Regions from separate parts of the Mus musculus genome. Here region 2 is linked to region 1. A link is a contact called in public Hi-C data. All regions are on one chromosome and are shown on one strand. Each heading gives the region's core, a stretch centred on a gene start, on an enhancer-like site or on the middle of the called end of the contact. The rest is flanking DNA. Distances are from core to core; before and after follow the strand shown. Region 1 overlaps D430042O09Rik (RIKEN cDNA D430042O09 gene). Region 2 holds the start of Gsg1l (GSG1-like).

The links. Hi-C and Micro-C count contacts between places; a contact is called where the count stands out from the background.
Region 2: a Hi-C map of cerebellar granule neurons shows a contact between it and region 1, with 1.6 times the contacts expected there. The contact joins the promoter of Gsg1l here to the enhancer-like site in region 1. A contact is called at or near these places in 21 of 39 promoter capture datasets (the 3T3-L1 cell line, 3T3-L1-derived adipocytes, the C10 cell line and 13 more), 5 of 15 datasets of contacts at CTCF or cohesin (the G1E-ER4 cell line, embryonic stem cells, large pre-B cells and 2 more), 39 of 484 Hi-C or Micro-C datasets (B cells, the G1E-ER4 cell line, the HL-1 cell line and 9 more), 18 of 115 datasets of contacts at active chromatin or transcription factors (bone marrow-derived macrophages, craniofacial prominence, embryonic basal ganglia and 10 more) and 2 of 9 other capture datasets (embryonic stem cells and pancreatic islet).

The regions. Positions count from the first base shown.
Region 1 is chr7:125,788,312-125,795,584 of GRCm38.p6, reverse strand. D430042O09Rik (RIKEN cDNA D430042O09 gene) reads right to left here. Exons shown (of 28, transcript NM_001081022.2): 7 at 105-369. Among named protein-coding and RNA genes, the nearest start is that of D430042O09Rik, 84 kb to the right of the region's middle. Within about 2 kb of position 4,649, at least 5 of the 459 cell types and tissues checked have an H3K27ac peak or open chromatin away from gene starts, as enhancers often do. A contact at or near this core is called in cerebellar granule neurons, where this site is marked.
Region 2 is chr7:126,078,530-126,085,802 of GRCm38.p6, reverse strand. It overlaps Gsg1l (GSG1-like), which reads left to right and starts at 3,392. Exons shown (of 7, transcript NM_001101488.1): 1 at 3,392-3,943. The coding sequence starts at 3,625.

The sequences.
Region 1 (7,273 bases), core at 3,400-5,899:
GGACCAGCTGAATTCATGCTGTACTGGAATTTACTCTGTGTTGAATTCCAATAACTAGATGCCGAGACACTCAAGGCCAAGAAAAGCTCATGAGAAGCGCTCACCTTTAGAAGCTGGGTTAAACTCCATTACCACAAGGGTGTCTGTGGCCTGGGGATGCCGGCCTTCCAGTTCCTGGTCCTTGGGGACATCCTTCTGTACTGCATCATGGCTGGGAAGTGGACATTCATCTCTGTTGTGGACTGGCAGGACAGGGTCCTCAGTCTCCGTCTCAGAGAGGACGTCTTCCTCAATAGAGTCGTACTCGTCGCTGGAGCCGTCCTCTTGGGTCTGGAGGCTTGTGCTGAGCCCCAGGCCTTTTCTCAGCTCCTGCAGAAAGCCCAGGAGAGGTGAAAGGTGAGGCCTTGTATGGAACCAAAGAACAGCTCCAGCCAACAACCAGCAGCACCTCAGCCAGATGCTGGGGCTGCTTTGAGGATGGGAAAGCAAAGGTCAGAGGGCACGAACATGAGGGGTGCTGTGAGGAGACACCATGACCATGGCGACTATAAAAGAAAGCATTTACTTGGGGCTTGCTTACAGTTTCAGGGGCTTGGTCCTTTGCCACATTAAGTTTATTGCATGTGAATTTAAAGTGAATTTAAAGCCGGACAACCCAAACTGACTGATGATGGACACCTGTATATGAGAGCTGCCACTGGCATGGGCTCAGGAAACAAGGGACACGTGGCTGGAAGAGAAGGATCCTATCATGCAGTAACTCTGAGGTTCCACAGGACAGAGCTTGTCAGTGTTGAACCTGAGTATTAAGCTGGGCAGATTTCTAAGTGATGAGCTGAGGGGTCTGCTTTCCTCTAGCAGATGAGGAAAATGAAGAGGTGGCAGACAGACCCGAAGGAGGACTGCCAGAGGGAGGACGGCCAGGGAAAGGGATCTAGGGCTCATTTTCTTCTACCCAGAGTGCAGAAGATGATGCCACTAGCAGACCTTCTATCAGCAAAGTGCATGCTGGAGAGAAAACCAAAGCAGTAGCAAGCCCTCCCCTGTAGCTCGTGGATGCCTTGGGCTACTTTAGCAGAGACAGGCTTATCAGGAAAGATTAGGGAGGAAAGGAAATCCTGATGGAGGGAATCCTACAGACATCCACAGTGAGCCCACACGGTCTCTGACAACACCCAGCTACCACACACACTTAAGAGAGAACCGAACCAAAGACCGAATGAAAAACAAAGCTGCCCGAGTGCCAGTCTACCGGCAGGAAGGGACCCAGAAGAGACTCATCCCCAAACACATGCTGTCCTCACCAAGGAAGCAAGGTTCTGGGGACTGCACCTGGGCTGTGAGGGCAGAGCCTGGACCCAGAGACCCCCTCCCAGGCTGGGACTGGCTTTGAAAGTGCTGGGGTTTGAGGGATCCTTTCTTCCTCTTGTCTCAAACGTCTGTCTGGTGTTCCACAAGTTAAATGGATGTGAATCTTGTTGGGGGTGTGGGGGGCATGCAGTGGATAATTGTAGATTTAATAAAAGTCCACAGAAGATGTCCCCTGGCACCTGAAAACATGTGCCCTTCATGTTTGCCAAGATGAAGGATTTGCCAAGATCACCAAGGCAGGCCTGATAAAATTATGGGGTAATCGTAAGAGAGAGGCAGGAAGAGGAACATCAACAAGAGCTAAGAATGGAAACATACATCAGGAAGAAGAGGAGATGCTCGGGTGCTGGCTCTGAAAGGAAAGGATGGGGCCAAGCAGAACAGGTGCCTCTAGGCAGGTTCTTTCCTGAAGCCTGAAGAAGAAACACAGATCTGCCAACCCCTGGAGTTTGGCCTCATGACAGTAAGTTTCAATCTCCAACTCCCAGTACTGTCAGATAAGCTGCTAAGGTGATAGGAAGTTATAGCAGCAGCGGGAACACAATACAAATGCTGTCTTTTCCAGCTCCTTCTCTCACTGTCCCACCTGTACCAGTACCAGGGAAGGTTACTTAGCAATGGCACAACTATCTGGAGCACAGTGGGGCTTGGTAAGTACTTGCTGAATGAGTAAACTATATAGAAGCCTGGGTGCTGACTTAGTAGGAATAGGACACACATCTACACCTCAGAAGAGGGGACATCGATGACAGGACCCTTACCAAGTTAATTTACTCCTCTGAGATACACTTTGGTCTCCATCAAATGGCTTACCCTGCCCCTGACACACTGTATTGTGATAATAAAGCCATGGTCTGAACTGGGCTTAGTTTTTACCCAACAAGAGGACATCTGGCAATGGCTAGTGCCATTTTCATCACAAAGTGTGTTGAGAGAGAGTGCTTCTGACAGCTAGTAGGTGGGAGCCAGCAGGGATGCTGCTGGACTTTCTAGAAGGCAGCAGACAGCATCCACCTCAAAGAATGATCTGGTCACAGTGCCGACTGCGTTGAGGTCAAGAAGCCCTGTGTTAGAGCAAGCTCAGGTTCACCACTAGTGCGCAAAAGATAACGTAGGATCTTCTAGTTGTCCATGCTGAGATGGTCTGCACGGGCCTCAATCGAGCCACATGAGGTCCTGGCTCATGTCATCGAAGCCTGGCTGTTGTGGGTAGTTGGAGGTCAACAGACTTTCTCTCTTCAGGGAAATGTGAGTTCCTGGGTGGCCTGCTGTTGAATGGCAGGCAGCATCAGCTTTAACTCAGTCTTTTACCACAGTCTAATGCTCTGAGCTCTATACAACACTCAGGTCCTTCTCCTTTGATCGTCACAATAAGCAGGTCAGACAAAAAACCCGCAGCCCTGTGATCATTTGAACTTGGTAATAACTCTCAGTGGGGTGAGCTTAAGTTCCTAGGAAAACGTGTCTCTGTTCACGAGGCCCTACGTTTTGGGCCAGTTACTTTTAAGATGAAGAAATGGGAACCAGCCGAGAGGATGATTCCTTCCACTGTCCCTGAAACCCCACTCTGTCCCAGGGCCCAGAGCAGTCCCCACTGATCCCCATTCACAGCTAATTCCAGGCAGGAGACACTGGGGTCCATCAGCCAGGGCCAATAAACAGGGTTCTTCTGCTACTTTAACACCTTCCCAGGGCTGCACCTCTCCATCTGTGACTGCATCCTAGATGCATGGTGCTCCCCAAAGAAGAGAGCTCCTCAACTCATAACTTCTCAAGTGATTAAGTGGCAGAGGTGGAACTTCTGCTCTCAGCCATCAGTCCTTACTCCTAGAAACCCACAGATAATGCTGACTTGTTTTCAACATAGCCCACCAGCAGGGAACATGATGGGGTAGTTCTCCTTTGCTAAGACAGCCATTCCATAAGAGATCCTCCACTGTCCAGTCTGCTCCTGGGTCACAAACTGTTCACAGTATATCACTTATGCTTTAACTTTAAGGGCCCACGCTTGTGTGCATGCGTGCGTGCGTGCGTGCGTGCGTGCGTGCATGCGTGGGTGCGTGTGTGTGTGTGTGTGTGTGTGTGTGTGTGTGTGTGTGTAAATACTGGAGCCAGAACTCAGGACCTTGCACATGGCAGGTAAGTGCTGCTCTACCACTGAGTTACAACCCAGCTCTTGATTTGAATCAGGGTCTCCCTAGTCATGTGCCCATGCTTACTGGGATGCTGTGCTGATGTCACAGCAGAAACAAGGAGACAAGACCTCTGCCCTTACCACAGCAAACAGTGTGCTATGTGAGTTGGCAGAAAAAAAGCTAAAGGCAATTAATTCCCAGGGCTCCCTGTCCGTTCATTATTTACTAAGTTGATGGATAATTTAAGAACTCAGGCTATATCATAGATTGGTGCCCAATCCAATTGTCATCAGAAAGACATCATCCAGCACCTGATGGGAGCAGAGACCCTCAGCCAAACACTAGGCAGAACCAAGAGAACCCCAGCAGAAGACAGGGAGGAAGGACTGTAGGAGCCAGAAGGGTTGAGGACACCATGAAAACAGCACACAGAATTAACTAAGCAGGGCTCGTAGGGGCTCACAGAGACTGTACTGACGATCATGGAGCCTGCATAGGTCTGTGCTAGGTCCTCTGCATGTATGTTATGGCTCTGTAGCTTAGTGTCCTTGTGGGACTCCTGTGTATGTTGAGGGTGTCTCTAACTCTTTTTCCTGCATTTGGAATCCTTTTCTCCCTATTGGCTTGCTTTATCCAGCCTTGAAATGAGGGTTTGTGCCTAGTCTTATTTGTTAATTTGTTGTGCCATGTTTAGTTGAAATCCCTGGGAGGAATGTCCTTTTTTGGGGGAGGGAGGGAATAAAAGAGGAGTGGATCTGGAGAGAGGGGAGGTGGAAGTGGGCTGGGAAAAGTGTAGAGAGGGGTGAACTGTAGTCAGGATGTAAAGCATGAGAATAATAATTTTTTTAAAAACTAGTATTTTTTATGGCAAAGAACATGAATTTCAATAATCCTTCTGTTTTAACCTGCTTTCTTTTCTTATGCAGTCAATGTAAATGTAAAGACCATATTGTATTTACAAGAGTGCACACATGCGCATACACACACACACACACACACACACACACACACACACACACCCTAGACTCTACATGGTTGTTCTTTTTCACTAAGAAAAAGACTCCATTTGCTCACAGGAGGTGAGTGACCTGGGGAAGCTGGGATGCTCATGTGATGGGAAACCATCTGCTCCAGAGACACAAGGGAACTGAGCTAAGCAGCTCTATCCCCTAGAAAGGAGCCCATTCAGACCTTCCTATCTGCGAGAGCAGGACCTGGGCTGCAGTGACAGCTTGGAAAGCCAATCTGCCTGCATTTCTAAGCGGTGCCCTGCTGTGGGATCCACGAGGGGCTTTCAAGCTGTCACCCAGAATTTTCTCTGGAAAAACTTACTTTACTCTTTGCTTTAAAACTTGGTTATACTCAATTTCAGTGCTCAGTGTTTCAAATGCTAACTTCAGAAACATTCTACCAAAGCCTTCCATGTGGGGGCCAAGGTACAGACATCCCAGGAACTGAGCTGATGACTGGGCACACAAGATGCCCTCCCCATGGGAGCTGGAATGCTTAAGGGATCGGACACTGCAGATAGAAGGTGTGGCTATAGAAACCACTCCTAAAATGTACCCAGGTCTTGATGTCCAGGAGTACAGCATCCTCTACAAGCCTCCTCTCTCTGCTGGGCTAGGAGCGAAAGCAGGTGACTATCAAATGCCAAGGTGACAGTAACAGTGACAACAACAGCATCCATGTCGTCGGTAACAACTACAGCAGTTTAACTGCCGAGTTGCTGCTGTATATCATGTTATATGTACATATCAATTCTCTGTGCACCTCGTTGTAGCCCTCTGGGGCAGTCGATGGCATCATTTTGGCTCAGTGGGATGAAAGGCAAGCCCAAGGTCACATAGCTGGTAATAGCAGAGCCAGTGTTCAGATAATAACTGGCTGGGTCCACAGCTAGGCTGTGTGCTGTGACCACAGGTACCAATACAGAGAGGCCGATCTCCTGAAGAACTGACGGCTTGTGCTGGATGACTGCCGTCACTGATCAGCAGGGGTCTGGTAACCTTTGACACAGCTGCCAGGAGCCAGTACATGTCTGTAGGATGTCTGGATGTGGAATGTCTCATACAAGGCTGTGATTTGAACCCTTAGTCCTCAGCTGATGGCACTCTGAGAATGGACAGAAACTCTGAGGGAAGCTTTGTAGGTTATAGCCTGGCCCTGGCTTCAGCGCTCTCTGCTCCCTAGTCTGCTTCCATGTGTACAGCCTGCCCTGCTGCATAAACCAAGCCTTTCCTCTGATGGAATGACACTTGTGGATCCATGAGTCTTTTTCTGAGGAAAGTCCCTAAGCTAGCACACGGTGAACATGAGTGGAGGGAGCTTACACCCTGGACTAGCCTTAGGGAGGAGAATGCAGCCAAGGTCACTCACGCCTCCCTCCTGGGCTCGAGGCTTTTTATCCTGCACTAGTTGATATGTTATACTTGTTCATTCATGTACTTAAGAAATATTTTGTGGGTCAGTAAGGTGGCACAGTGGGCAAAAGCAATTGCCACCAAGCTTGATGACCTGAGTTTGATTCCCAGAACTGACATGATAATTTGCACAAATTATCCTCTGACCTCCACAAGTATGCATGCATGAGTATACATACACATACAAACAAAAATAAATGTAATTTTTAAAATTAAGAAAAGGGGCAGAGAGATGGCTCAGGGGGCAGAGGTGTTCACACCAGCCTGATGACCAGATGGAAGGAAGAAGCCTGCGACTACAAGTTTTCCTTTCATCTCCACACATGGACACATCTGTATACTTAAATAAGCAAATGTAAAAAAAAATTAACTAAAAACTAGGTATTTTGGTGAAGATATCTGTCTCTCCTAAGCAGACAGAGATGATAAAGGCAAGGAAGAGAGTGATGAGCAGGAGAGACGAAGCTCCTGTTCTCATGGGGCTCCTGATAGGGCAACAAGGACAGCCATTGCTAAGACACCTCCCACAGCCCGGCAGCGGCTCTCGAGTCACACACTTAATAGGATATGACCTGTAGCCTAACTTTAGGGCCCACTCTTTGTGTGTGTGTATGTGTGTGCGGTGTATCTGTGTGTGTGTAGTTGTGGTATGTGTGTGGTGTATGTGTGTGCATGTGTGTGTGTATGTGGTTGTGGTGTGTGTGTATGTATGTGGTTGTGGTGTGTATGTGGTTGTGGTATGTGTGTATGTGGGGTGTGGGGTGTATGTGTGTGTATGCGTGTATGTAGTTGTGGTGTGTGTGTATGTGGTGTGTGTGTATGTGGTGTGTGTATGTGGTATGTGTGTGTGTGGTGTGTGTGTATGTGGTGTGTGTGTATGTGGTGTGTGTGTGTGTGTGTGTGTGTGTGTGTGTGTGTTTAAATGCTGAGGATGGAATCCAGGACCTGGTACACAGCAGGTAAGTGAACTACAGATTTAGCTCTTGGCTTTATGAATCAGGATCTCACTACGTTTCCCAAGTTATCTTTGGACTTATCATGTAGCACAGTCTGGCCTAGAATTTGTGATCCTCCTGCCTCTACCTCCTGCTTTCTGGGTTTACAGGAATGTCTCACCATGCCAAGGTATACTTTGCACATTTTAAAATTACTTTCTTCTACATCACTTTCCATAGAACTATGACTAAGAAAATTTTGAATTATACTATGTATGATTCAAATATTGTACAAGAGATGAAAAGCAGGCTCAATAAAGTGCTTATCATGCAAACATGTTTGGATCCCAGAATTTACATAAAAGTTGGGCAGATGAGATTGCTAACTATAATCCCAGCATTTGGGAAG
Region 2 (7,273 bases), core at 2,143-4,642, 290 kb before region 1:
CTCCCTAAGTGCTGGGAAGGTAGAGACCCTGTGGTCGCTCTGGCTTCTCTACAGGGGTGTCAACAAACTTCTGCCAGACGCAGTTGCAGGCCTAGTGCTGGAAGGTAAATTGATCTTGTAAGAGAAGCCGAGAACCTGCGTTTTTATGGCAAATCTTGGATTCTTGAATGTGGCCAATGAGGAAATGTTGGCGCATATGGTACTAACTTCATCCAAGCCAAACCAAACATGCTTCTGGCCGGATTTGAACCGCTAGCTGCCAGTGTAGGGGATCTGGAGGGCCCCAGGCCCATCAGAGAAACAGGTCTGAAGATAAACCTCACCGTTTAGATTAATTCACTAACACTGGGGGTCAGAGAGGGAGCGACAGCAGTTGCTAGGGCAGCAGGAGTGGAGGTCAATCGTAGGAAGGACACTCAGGATGAGGTGGCAAGGCCATTCCAGTGGGAACAGCTTGATGGATGTGCAGAGTCAGGGACCACAGAGGAGTTTGGTGTTGTCATGTGCTGTACCACAGAGCCGCAACCACAGTGAGATGTGAGCAGAGATGTGAGCAGAAGCCGGTGGTGTTCGCAGGGCAAGCCGAGGTGAGACGGGGCTGAACCTTCTGCAGCAGGTGCAGAGGTGGGCAGCTCAGGTGAGGGCTGGGGACAGGAGCCTATTGGCCGGCCTTGGCTGCGTCAGTAGGATGAAGTGAGTACCAAGGTCTTGGGTGCAAATTCCTAGTTCCTTAAACCATACCCAACCCTTGTCTGTTACCAAGGTCAATGTAGCTACGACTGTTAGTTCATTATGTAGCCCAGGATTCCCCGGAACGCATAATCCTCCTGCCTCAACTTCTGGGGTTACAGGGTGTGCCACCCTGCCTGGATGCAGCTCTGCCATTATTTGGTATGAAAATATCCATGGTATCCAAAGGGCTTTCTGATACATTGAGAGGGTTTTCAGGAAGGCATACCTGAAAGGTAGCTCCTCCTACTGGTCTCTACTATCAGCTCTGGTAGAACATTCAGCAAGCACAAAATCAATCCCAATTTGAATTTTTCTCTATGAGCCCCTGACCTTGCAGATGCCCCTGAAAACCTCCTTACATTCCGTGTTCCATTTTGCCTTAAACAAATCATGCTGGGTCTGCCTTTCAAATCACCCCAGGAGGGACTGGTTGCGGCTCTGTGGTACAGCACTTGCCTAGCAGACATGACCCTGGGTCCCATCCAACCCTGGGTTTCATTGCCTAGAGCAAGCAAGCAAACAGAAACAACCCAGAGCTTTCTTGGCCTTTGGATGATCCTGCCTGAACCCCTGGTGTCACTTACCTACCCCTAGCTGATCAGCAGCCATCTTTATTCACTTAGCAGCTGGAGTGGGTCTTCTCCAGATCATTGGACTCTGCCCAGACCCTCTGCAGGCCCCACATGACTCAGACCTCTGTGATCTGTCCTCTGCTGTTCCCTTGCTGTCCCTTGTTCAGGCTGTGCTCCCTCCCTCCAACCCCCAACCCGCCAGGGTGTCAGGTTTTTGCATTGGCCATTGGTTCCCCTGCTAGGAACTTTCTTTCCCTGGCAGAGAGCCTCCTGGTGTCTCCCGGCTTTGCTCCAATGCACCTTCCTATGACACCTTCCTCCAAGCTCCGCCCACATCTACCCCTCCCTGCCCTTCACCCCTGCACAGGCAGCCTGTGCTGGTCTTATTAATGTCACTCATGTTCTCTCTTCTTTCCTGAGCTGAGCATACAGTGGCTGCTCAGTGAGCAGGTGGTTGGGTACCCCTGACAGGATATCACAGCGGGTCTCTGCTTCCTCTGGGTGTTACTTAAGAAGAGTAGTCCCTGAGACTTTTCCTCTGGGCTCTCCTTGCTTTGAACTCCTCCCCGCTTCCCGCCCCAGAACAGGGTTCCCAGCTTGAAAGAAACGTGCCTTGCCACATGAATACTAACTGAGTCTCAAGGCCAAGGAAGTGTCACGTCAGTGCACACCCCAGGGCTGCATTTAAACGTGGACAGGCTCAGATGATACATATTGCATGCCTGTTGAGGGCAGCAGATTCCTTGTGGTCGTTCATTCACATTAACCAATACTCGAATGCACCATTGCAATCCAGAAGTTCTCCTGAAAATAGTTAGAAACTCCTTGTTTGGGGCCAGAAAGAAGCTCTGATAAGCAAGTGCAGGGCTCCCCTGGCTGTCCTCACACCAGCATTGCTTTAGTCTCTCCTGCCCCCAGGCAGAGTGGCAGCAGCTGGCAGTGAGTGGGGCTCACCCACAGGAGTAAGGCAATTCGTAATCTGTTAACCTTGAATTCTGCAAAGCCTGCCACTCGGCAAGCTGGGGGTGGCTGGAGTCATTCTTGGCTTGGGCAGAATTCAAATTAGCTCCTGCAATCAATGTGCAATTAATGGTTGCACACCCTGGGCATCCAGGCACTGTGCCCCATGCAGTGGGAAGAGTGAAGGGTGTAGCTTCATCTTAGAGCAGAGGTGGGGTTGGGGGTGCTCACAGATGAGCAATCCTAGTTTGAGAAAGAGATGCTAAAAAGGTCTGAGTTTCGTCAACTCCTTGGCCCAGATATTCCTAATAGTGTCAGCATTTACTGAGTGCCTACTGTGTGCCAGATGCCTTCCCCACCTCTGGCTCTGGAACACATTCTTTCCTTTTTATAGATACAGAAATCGAGGGTCAGAGAGAGCAAGTGTCTTGTTCAAAGTCACACAGCTGGTCGAGTCCTGGATTTAACTGACTGCAAAGTCAGGATGGTTAACCAACCCTGCCCGGCCAGTCTTAAGCATTCAGCATTCGCAGACCTGCAGGACACCACCTTTTGGCGACCACGACTTGCTGTTCTTTTTGTGGCCTCTTGAGTCATGTTCTGGGTCTCTGGTGTGGATAGCCTGGGTGGAGAAGCCCTGTTTGTCACATCCTATGCTCGCTTCCTTGTGCAGGCTGCCTCTTTGCAAGCTCTCTGCCCTCCTGTGTGGTGACAGAGAGCCTGTGGATAGGAATTGGTCTCAGATAGCAAGGGTGAGCAGGGACAAGCCTTTCAAACGCTGAGGCTCTGCATCCCCATCCCTTCCTAAGCTCCAGATGGGTCTTGCAGCCTTTGCAGAGGCCCCTGACAGTCTAAAGACCCACAGAAGCTGCCTTGTCACTTATCTGGCAGGGCTGTGTGGGTCTGGGTGAGAGGTCTTCTCCTGCCTTGAGTGAGGCTCCTTTGGGAGCGTCTTGCCTGGGATCTCTCACTTGTCCCTCTCCACTCCCGCGCGGATCTGTCCCCCGCCCGCGCCCAGCGTGGCGCGCCCCCTCTCCGCGCGCGGGCGGGCGCTGAACAGTGTCGCCGGCCGCCTGCAGGTGTCTCCCCACGGAGGGGCGCGCGTCCCTGCGCCGTGGCCGCTGCCAGGCGCCCGCGGCTGCTCGCCGAAGCGCACTCGCGCTCCGGGCTCCGGGCGCGCTGGTCGGCTCCACTCTGCGGCCCCAGTCGCCCCGCGTCCTCGTCGCCCCGCGTCCCCGCCGTGGGCCATGGGCCTGCGCCGCGAACACCGTCGCCGACCGCAGGCACCTGAGCCCCGGGGCGGGCGCTGACGCGGGCACCGCTGCCAACTTCGCGCGGAGCTGCGGGCGGCGCGGGCGGCATGAAGACGAGCCGCCGCGGCCGAGCGCTCCTGGCCGTGGCCTTGAACCTGCTGGCGCTGCTCTTCGCCACCACCGCCTTCCTCACCACGTACTGGTGCCAGGGCACGCAACGGGTGCCCAAGCCTGGCTGCGGCCAGGGCGGCGGCGCCAACTGCCCCAACTCGGGCGCCAACGCCACGGCCAACAGCACAGCCGCCCCCGTCGCCGCGAGCCCGGCCGGCGCGCCCTACAGCTGGGAGGCGGGCGACGAGCGCTTCCAGCTGCGCCGTTTCCACACTGGCATCTGGTACTCGTGTGAGGAAGAGCTCGGTGGCCCGGGTGAGTGCTGGCGCGGGGCTCCCCGGGGACGCGCGCCCGCTGGTCCCGGACCGGGGAGGTGGCGCGTCCCGGTCCCCCGCGCGCGCACCCTGGCTGCGAGTTCCAGTGCGTGCGGTCCCTCTTCGGCCTGAAGTCATTTCCCCGTGTACCCCTCCTTGCTCCCATCCGCCCGTCTCAGCTCGGGAGGTGATAGTGGGGGCCGGGGACCTTTGCTGTAGGCAACCCTTCCCACCGCAGATCTCCGGGGCCAGGAACCCAACGGTTCTGCTACTCTCAAGCTGCGCTAAACGTCTACGATAGGGCTGGAGAAAGCAGGGGATAGAGGAGTCTGATGAGCACCCTTATGTCCTTCCACTAGCCGGGGTATCCTGGAGCCCTCCCAGGAGTGGATGCGGGAGTGGATGGTGTGGGAGGGAGGGAGAGAAGGGAGGCAGGCGGGAAAACAGGCAACTTAGGCACTGGAGCTGAGGGATCCTGGCTTAGCACAAGTCTCTTTCAGAACTGGGGAGGGGGCAGGCTTTTCAGAAAGTAGACCGACACTTCTGTCCCCTCACCCAGACATATGGGGCTGAAGTGAATACCCCCAAAAGATAGCAAGTCTGGAGCACTCAGGGGACCTCTGCCTGATAGGGGACTGTGCCATATGGTGGGTGGTACTGGCTATGGATTCAACCCACAGCTTTCGGGTAGTAAGCCACTGTTCTGGCAGGATCCCTTTGGAAGCGCCGTCTCCCCCTTTATGTAGCTGTATCTTCCTCACACTCAGCATAGTCTAAAAGCCTCCTGTCTAAAACTTCTTGCTTCCACAAGCCTGATCCTCCCACACCACAGCAGCCACGGAGCACGGTAGACATGTGCCCCCTCCAGGCTCAGGTCTCCATAGACCTTCATACACGACAGCCCAAAGAATGAGAAGGGATGACCATGGGTCCTCCTCCAACTGCAGGCAGCAGTTCCTGAGATCTGGGAGGCCCTGCCCTGGGGGACATGCCACCCTACAGTGCCTGGATGGGCCTTGTCCCTGGCAGCTTGAGGCAACCTGCCCTGCCTTTGTAGTGTGCCTGGGCTCTCATCGGAGCCTGCTGGCTGTCCCAAAAGCTGTCTGAAGGCGGCTGCCCATAAGCTCTGTAGCCATCCCTGGCTCCGTGCTTTGAGCAAGCATCCCAAGCTTTATGTCCAAGCTTGACTGCTATGTTTTTTTTTGTTTTTGTTTTTGTTTTTGTTTTTGTTTTTGTTTTTGTTTTTGTTTTTGTTTTAATGTTAACAGAAACGTGTTGAAAGCAATGTTAGAGAGCTTCAGTGCATTTTGAGCACCAGGCCAGGCTAAAGTTGTCACCTGTGGAATCTTGTTACATCCTAGCCTCTGGGCCAGGCAGCCACTTGTGGAAGACCCATTTTTCAGATTAGGCTCAGGGGAGTTTGATGAGGGAGCTTGGATTGTCTTCTTGGTGGCTGGAGAACAACCAGAGGACTGATGGAGAAGGGGACCCATGCAGTTTGGGGACCTGAGACAGGATCACTTATGGTCAATGTGAGACCTTCATCCCCCGGCCCCATTCGTCACGATGCTCCTGTGTGATCTGCTGGGTGGATAAAAACCAAGCGCTGCTTTCCCTGGTTTTCCTTGGCTACAGCTTGGTCCTCCCAGAAAATCACAATCGCCTTCCCCTGAGCTTGTCAAACAGTTGCGGATGAGAAATTTGGGAGGTCTAAGGCCATTTAGATGGGTTTCCCTCTCTGCTGTGCACAGCCCCCCAGATCTTGCCTTCACCACTGAGCTCCAAAGGGTGTCAGGATGTACCTGGCCTCAAACTTTTGTTGCCATGACAACCTGTCTTCTGGGTTCTGTGATGATTTTATTTTTTTTACTCCAAGAGGGAAAAACATCCCAACAAGGCCTGAACAAATCCTGCCCTATTCTCCCTTGCTGTTGCTGCTGCTGCTGCAGCCAGGGAAGGCCTAGGCCCCTGTCCGTGCAGCTGGGTCCACCCTGGTGGGACTCCAGCTTCGGGATCCACACTGGCTCACTGGATGATCAGCAGCCCCCTCCCCCCCACCCCCGCCCAGCTCCTCAGCATGGCTGCTCTTGCCTCTCTACCCCTGGGTACCTGTGAGGGGGCATCTCCTAAGGCCCCTTTCCCAGAGATGACACTCCAGCCTATCCTGACAGACACAGAGTCAACCAGCCCCACCCTAAAGAGCCTCCTCCTCCCTCTAAGAGGAGGCATGGCCATCCTTGTGCAGTCAGAGAACAGCAGCCCTAAACGGTCTCTAGTCCCTTCCTGCAAATTAGATCTCTTACTGGGTTTGATATTTAGAAGAACTGGGATGACTGCACTGGGGGGAGGGGGCAAGGTTCAGGCCTGGAGAGGGAACAAGGTCTTGGGTGCAAAGTGATGAAGTCGAGCTTATGCTGACCGTTGCTTGCTTACATGATGTGTGAGCCTTGGCCCTGTGTGAGTGTAGTCTAGGACAGGAGTGTATCAGGAAGCCCAAGGTTGTGGCATTATGAGCCTGCAAGACTGGCTGAGTGGCATTGGAGAGAGAGAAAGGGGTAGACCCTGGGAGAGGAGGAGGTGTGATCTGAGAGTGATGTAGGAGCTTGCAGGCAGCTCAGAAGTGGAAGCAGAGACCCTGGACCTGTAGGTTTATAGTCTGACTCTAGACTCGCTTTGCCCTGTGTGGGATGGTGGGTGGATGGATCGTCTTGCTACCATGAGACTTTGGCCAGAGCCTCTGCTTGCTACCCTGCAGATGGAGAGGAAAGCAGCCCACCCCACCCGAGGGGCTGGGGTTCAGTGACCTCATGGGGGCTGAGCCTCGCTTCTGCTACTCTGTCCTCAGCCACTGTATCTAGCCCAAGGACACCTCCCCCCTCTTAGATCCTTCCTGCAGTCCCTGTAGCCCAGAGCCACTGAAGCCTGGTGCCACTACCCTTCATCTCAGAATGCTGCTCTTGCTGACTCCAGGTCTTTACATTCCAGCCGTGCTGGCTTTTAACACCTCAGGCTCCCTCTGTCTCCAGGGCCTTTGCACAGGCTGTTCCGTTACCTGAGTGCTTTTCTCCCAGATCCACTCAAGACTGTTTTCCACGATTTCAGTCTGCTAAGGCACTCCCGACCACCTGAAAAAGACGGTCCCTAACTTATGTTCCCTGCATACACTCTTTCCCCCTAATTCTGACCATTGGTCTCACATCCACCTTTGTCAACAACACCTGTTTGCCGTGCGCCTTGTGAACTTGGGGGTAGATGCTTAAAATTCTTTTGGGATTTATTTGTTTTTATTTTATGTCTATGGTATTTTGTCTGCATGTATGCCTGTGCACCA